Regions from separate parts of the Macaca mulatta genome. Here region 1 is linked to region 2. The links are chromatin contacts, called in public Hi-C maps. All regions are on one chromosome and are shown on one strand. Each heading gives the region's core, a stretch centred on a gene start, on an enhancer-like site or on the middle of the called end of the contact. The rest is flanking DNA. Distances are from core to core; before and after follow the strand shown.

Region 1 (2,713 bases), core at 43-2,542, 240 kb after region 2:
AAACCATGTGGTTGTTTCTCTTATTTCTTTGTTTCTTTTCTAAGTAGAGAACCTAGAACATCCTGCTATTGTGAGCAGAGACTACAGCTGGTTAAGTACCTTCATTACAGATTCCCCGCTAACTTAGTGTAAGGTTTTATGTTTATCCGGCTAGGAGTTAGGCTGTGGTTTTACCATTTGCTGTAGCTGTGGTATCAGGGGCTAAAATTACCCGTGCCCTTGCTTTTGTCTCCCCTGTTGTGCTTGAATTTTCCTAGAGACTCCTGACATAGGGACTGAGGCTTGCAGTTCTTCAAGCTGTAATCCCTTGTTATTTATGTGGAGCATCATTGCTGTGTTGGTACTGTATGCGGGGAGAGAAAGAATTCTACAGTCCTGTGATTAGATCTGTCTTTTAGTGAGCCTGAGTTGGGTATTTCCCTTTCCCAGGTCCGTGAGGCCCCTGGTAAAACACCTGTGGGATGCGTTCTTGTAAAGTACTTTCCCTTGAAGGAAATCCTTAAGGAGAACAGAGAGCTCTGGGCTTATTTCAACACAGAGCTCTGGGCTTATTTCTCCACGCCAACCCCTCAACCCCAAAGGGAAAGAGGAGAGGATTTTTCTTCAGGTTCCATAGTGGAAATCTGATGTTACTCCTGGAGGTACAACTCAGGAAGGTATGGGGAGGCCCCTGCGATCGGACCCCCTGGGAGTTTTTAAGTCTCAAACTTGTCCACACACAGCTTATAGCAATTTGTCAATTACTGTTCAGTTTCCTGGCTTCTGCTCCTGGTAAACTGAAATTCTCTGTATCCATCCCTCTGACTCCCCTGTTCTCTGGGAGGCAGTTTGGCCTGAGACCTCAATTCTCTGAAGGTTCTAAGAAGAATTGCCGGTTTTCAGTTTGTTCAGTTATTTTTGTTTTGTTTTGTTTTTGTTTTTTGTGGGGGGGGGTGTGTGTGTGTGTGTGTGTGTGTGTGTGTGTGTGTGTTTTAGATAAGGGTGACAATTTCCAAGCTGTTCACTCGTCAGATCTGGAAACTAGAAGAGCGCTCAGTTTTTGTGCACATTTCTTTTTCTCTGACTTCTCCTGAGCCTGAAATCTTTCCAAATGGTAGTTGTGGTCCCAAGTTGGAGAACTGATTAAAAAAATAATAGGAATTAAGATTTTAGATAGAACAAACCGAATGAACCACAAGGCAGGGCCCCAACTTTGTAACTGCCTCTCTCTTCTCAAGGTGTTCTGAAGCCAGACAGGTCCGTTGAGGGCAGCCCTGTCCTTCCAAAGCCCACTGCTGAATTTGGGTGATGCTAGTAACACAGAACGGTCTCTTATGCTCAGGTCAGGCACATTTACACATAGGCCAATTCTTTAGGACTGCCTCCTGGGAAGGCAATTGAATTGTTCTGTGTTGTAGATATTTGGGTACAAAACACATTTTCTCCACATTCTCAAGTGTGACATTCACAGATCAGTGAGTACCAGTGAAAAGGAAGAAGCATGACACACAGAAGTTTCAGAAAGAGGATGTTGGGGTTTAAGCAAAGCAGCAGAAAGGGAGCACCACGAAAGGCCCTGAGTTTACCAAGAGCCACCTAGGCCTCTACACAAAGAGCTGGGAGAGAAGGGAAAAAGAGGACAGAGTGGCAGAAAGAAGGCATTCTAGTCCTCTTCGGCCTTATTTTGGTATCTAGAGGAAGAAAAATGAGAGGAGTGAAACTACTTGTTTAAGGAAGTTCTCAAACTTTCATTGTGCCTCCAAATCACATGAAAAACCATGTAAAAATGCACATTCACATCCAGTGGATTGGGTGCAGGGCTCAAGATTTCTTCCTTCCTTCCCTCCCTCCCTCCCTTCCTTCCCTCTCTCCCTCCCTTCCCTCCCTCCCTCCCTTCCTTCCTTCCTTCCTTCCTTCCTTCCTTCCTTCCTTCCCTCCCTCCCTCCCTTCCCTCCCTTCCTTCCTTCTTTCCTTCCTTCCTTCCTTCCTTCCCTCCCTCCCTCCCTCCCTTCCCTCCCTCCCTTCCTTCCTTCTTTCCTTCCTTCCTTCCCTCCCTCCCTCCCTCCCTTCCTTCTTTCCTTCCTTCCTTCCTTCCTTCCTTCCGTCCTTTCTTCCTTTCTCTCTTTCTCTCCCTTTCTTTCTTTCTTTCTTTCTTTTTCTTTCTTTCTTTCTTTCTTTCTTTCTTTCTTTCTTTCTTTCTCTCTCTCTCTCTCTCTCTCTCTCTCTCTCTCTCTTTCTTTCCTTCTTTCTTTCTTTCTTTCTTTCTTTCTTTCTTTCTTTCTTTCTTTCTTTCTTTCTTTCTTTCTTTCTTTCTTTCTTTCTTTCATCTTATATAGAAATGAGGTCTTACTGTGTTGCCCAGACTGGTCTGGAATTTCTGAGCTCAAGCAATCCTCTCACCTTGGACTTCCAAAGTGCTGGGATTACAGGCTTGAGTCACTGTACTCAACCAGATTCTGCATTTCTAACAAGCACTCAGGTGATGGTGACAGCACTGGTGCTCATACCATGCCTTGAGGAGCAAGGGTCTAACACACCTTCCAAAGGGGCATTTCTTAACTCTCACTCTATGCTCACCTCTGAAATAACAGCAGCCACAGCCACTCACTTTGTTTCCTAAAAACAGCATGTGTATTCTTAGCTCAAGGTGATCTGTCTTCTGGGACAGCTGTTGGCCTCTTCTCCACATCTGTAAGTCCTCAGCTGTCTTTTCTAAGCCCCGCCCAAGTCTCTG
Region 2 (2,741 bases), core at 199-2,698:
CAATCAGAGGATCCATTTTATGGTTGATGCGAATACAACGGTAACCCGATCCCTTGCATGGCTTTTCTGGGAACCAGTGATGTTTATAATGTTCTATAGAAAAAAAGAAGAACAGAGAAACAACAATTAGGATCGTTAGCTCCCAGTGTGATTTCCTCCTACCCCAGGATCCCTTGAGGAGCGAAAATGAAAACTATCAACTTTTTAAAATGTCCAGGATTGCATCCGTTGTTGTGTATGTGCGGGGATGGAGAAAAAGCGGGCAGGGTTTTAGAAATAACGCAGTAGTACGGGACAAAACAATCTCCAGGAACCAACTGGTTGAGCCGCCAAAACAGGAATCAGGCGCGCAGCCTCGGCCAGCCGGGAAGCCAGTGGCACCTATGGCCAGGCGAGAAACTGTTTACTTTCTCCACCCCACCCCAGATGCACACAATGGAGTTGGTGGCTTTGGAGATGAGAAGCGCCATCGGACTGTTAACCCCGAAGGGAAGAAAAACAAGCAACCCTAAACCACGCTCTGGGAAGGGCTGTAATTGTGCCGGTGACAAATCCGATGATTAATGGGCAGGAGCAGGAGGCGCGGGGAGACTGCACGTCCGTTCTGAGCTGGCTCCGGAGCAGTGGCGCGGCTTCCCACCCCGGGGCTGGGCCGCCGACCACGCAACGGTTGGAGAGGACTGAGGGAAGGGGGCGTCGAACCCACCCCAGCCCCGCGGCTCCTTTGTCCCCAAATCCGCCGACGGTCCACGGACCGCAGCTCCCGCCTCGGTGGGTTTAAGTTTCTTTGTTGTGCGTGTTTTCTTCTCCACTCCGTTTTGCCAACTGGGGGGAGGGGGCGCCCTCCGTCCAGCCCCCAAAGCCTCGCGGGGAGCCGCTGTTAGCGGCCACCCAGCGCGACCACACCGGTCCCGCGGTGGGGCCCAAGCGCGACCGGCCCCGGGGCGCTGCCGAGGTTCCCGCAGCCCCGACGGCCGGACTCTGACCCAGGGATGTGGGGCCCGCGTCCCTCCGACGCCCTCGCCCTGCTCACCTGCCAGCAGCTCCTGCAGGCTCTGGCTGAAGGTCTGCAGCTGTCGCTCGCTCGTGAGCCCCTTGGTACGGAGGAACTTGGAGATGAAGGACACGGCGGCGGCGATCTCGCCTATCATGGTGGCGGCCCGGGTGTAGAAGGGATGCATGGGGGCGGCGTGCGGGGACGGCCCGGGGCGGCCGGGGCTCGGCGGCGCGGCCCCGACGGCGGAGCGGCCACCCCGGGCTTCCTCACCGGGCAGAAGGCTGAGAGGAAGAGAGGGCGTGAGGGGCAGACGGCTACTTTTTTTTTTCTTTCTTTAGACTAAAAAAGTTATTTTCGAGACAGGAGGCGGCAGGAGAGAAGAACAGACGAGCGATGGCGGCCTGGTCACATCGCTCGGACCTCCCCAGCCGCCTCCGCCTCCAGCTCCCCAGCATCCGAATATCTCAAGAATCGCATTTCCAGCTCCAAGGGGCGAAGAGATGCAGGCGCCGTGCAGCACCCTTTATAGTGCCACGAAAAGGAAGTGGCGTAGCTGGAGCGTGACGGCCGACCCCAGCCAATCCGAATATCGCACCATTGTGACGCAAGCCGGTTCGGGGCCGAAAGGGGCGGGAAAAGAGTCCAGGAGGCGGGTCCAGAGACAGGGAAGAGAGGGAGGAGCTGACGTAATCCGCTTGTAAACAAATAAACCCGGAGTGGCGGCTGGAGACCCAGTTGCTGTGTCGAAGGACGGAGGGAAGCGAGGGTGCGCGTGTGAAAGCTCCGCCCCCAGCCCTAGCTCCGCCTTCCCGCTTCAGCAGGTCCAGGCTCTGCGCCAGTGCATCCTTCTGCAAGAGTGCGCTGCCTGGGCCCGCTTGCCCTGGAGTGTAAGTGCTGGATAAATAAGAGCCGCCTGGCGCAGGCTGTGTCTACTCTCGCGCCGCCTTCTCAGATCGGGCTGCATGTTCCCACTCCGTGTTTACATCTCGTTCCCGCTCCGGATCTCGGTGACTGGCTCCTCAAGCCGGAGGCGCGTGTGGTGCCGGGCGATGCGGGCTCCAGCGCTGTGTGTGCTGGCGGTGCGCTCCGCGAGTGCGGGGGAAAGTGGAGGGAACGGTCCCGCGGGGCGTTCAGTCCAGGGAAAAAGACTGCAGCCTCGGGGAGCCAGGGTCCCTCGCAAACGAGCTGCCAACGCCGCGGAGCCGTTTCTGCTCCACCCTAGGGGAAGAGTAGTGGGATATCTTTGTAAAAGTGTAATTGCAAAATAAGTAGGTTAGTAAGGCCATTTGTGGTTGCTGTTTCAGTAACTTCACCAGTCAATGAAGAGAAGAGTGGAAACCTTACTGGATGCGGACAGGAGAGCCAGTTACTGAAGGCAAATATAATAACGCAGATCCTGTAAAGAGTGGTCTGTATCCAAAAAAAAAAAAAAAAAAATCTGTACAATGTATTTTAAAATTTGTGTACACAAAACCAAAGATTTTTCTTTTTTACCTAGTCCAAATGCCCTCCTAGCCTGAGTCCTGCTCTTTATAAAAATAAAATAAAAAGAATTTGAAGCTTGTGAAAGTATTAAGTGTAGACATTTTAAGTTTATTTGAAACCCTACCAAAAAAAAAAAAAAAAACTTAGAAACCAGTGTAGCAGGAAGGCGGGAGCCTGCTAAAATGATTAGGCCTAGGACAGGGTTAACCCCAACTCCATTAAGGAGAAGGGGGAAAAGAGAAAAAAAAGATGAAGGGAG

What was found. Hi-C and Micro-C count contacts between places; a contact is called where the count stands out from the background.
Region 1: a Hi-C map of CD4 T cells shows a contact between it and region 2, with 4 times the contacts expected there. The contact joins the enhancer-like site here to the promoter of BTG1 in region 2. A contact is called at or near these places in 2 of 14 Hi-C or Micro-C datasets (CD4 T cells and liver).

Annotation. Positions count from the first base shown.
Region 1 is chr11:99,710,774-99,713,486 of T2T-MMU8v2.0, forward strand. No RefSeq gene overlaps it. Among named protein-coding and RNA genes, the nearest start is that of CLLU1, 20 kb to the right of the region's middle. Within about 2 kb of position 1,293, at least 6 of the 40 cell types and tissues checked have an H3K27ac peak or open chromatin away from gene starts, as enhancers often do. A contact at or near this core is called in CD4 T cells, where this site is marked.
Region 2 is chr11:99,470,266-99,473,006 of T2T-MMU8v2.0, forward strand. It overlaps BTG1 (BTG anti-proliferation factor 1), which reads right to left and starts at 1,449. Exons shown (of 2, transcript NM_001266672.1): 1 at 1,034-1,449; 2 at 1-93. The coding sequence starts at 1,181. It overlaps LOC144332708, which reads right to left. Exons shown (of 2, transcript XM_077953222.1): 2 at 1,544-2,215. The coding sequence ends at 1,977.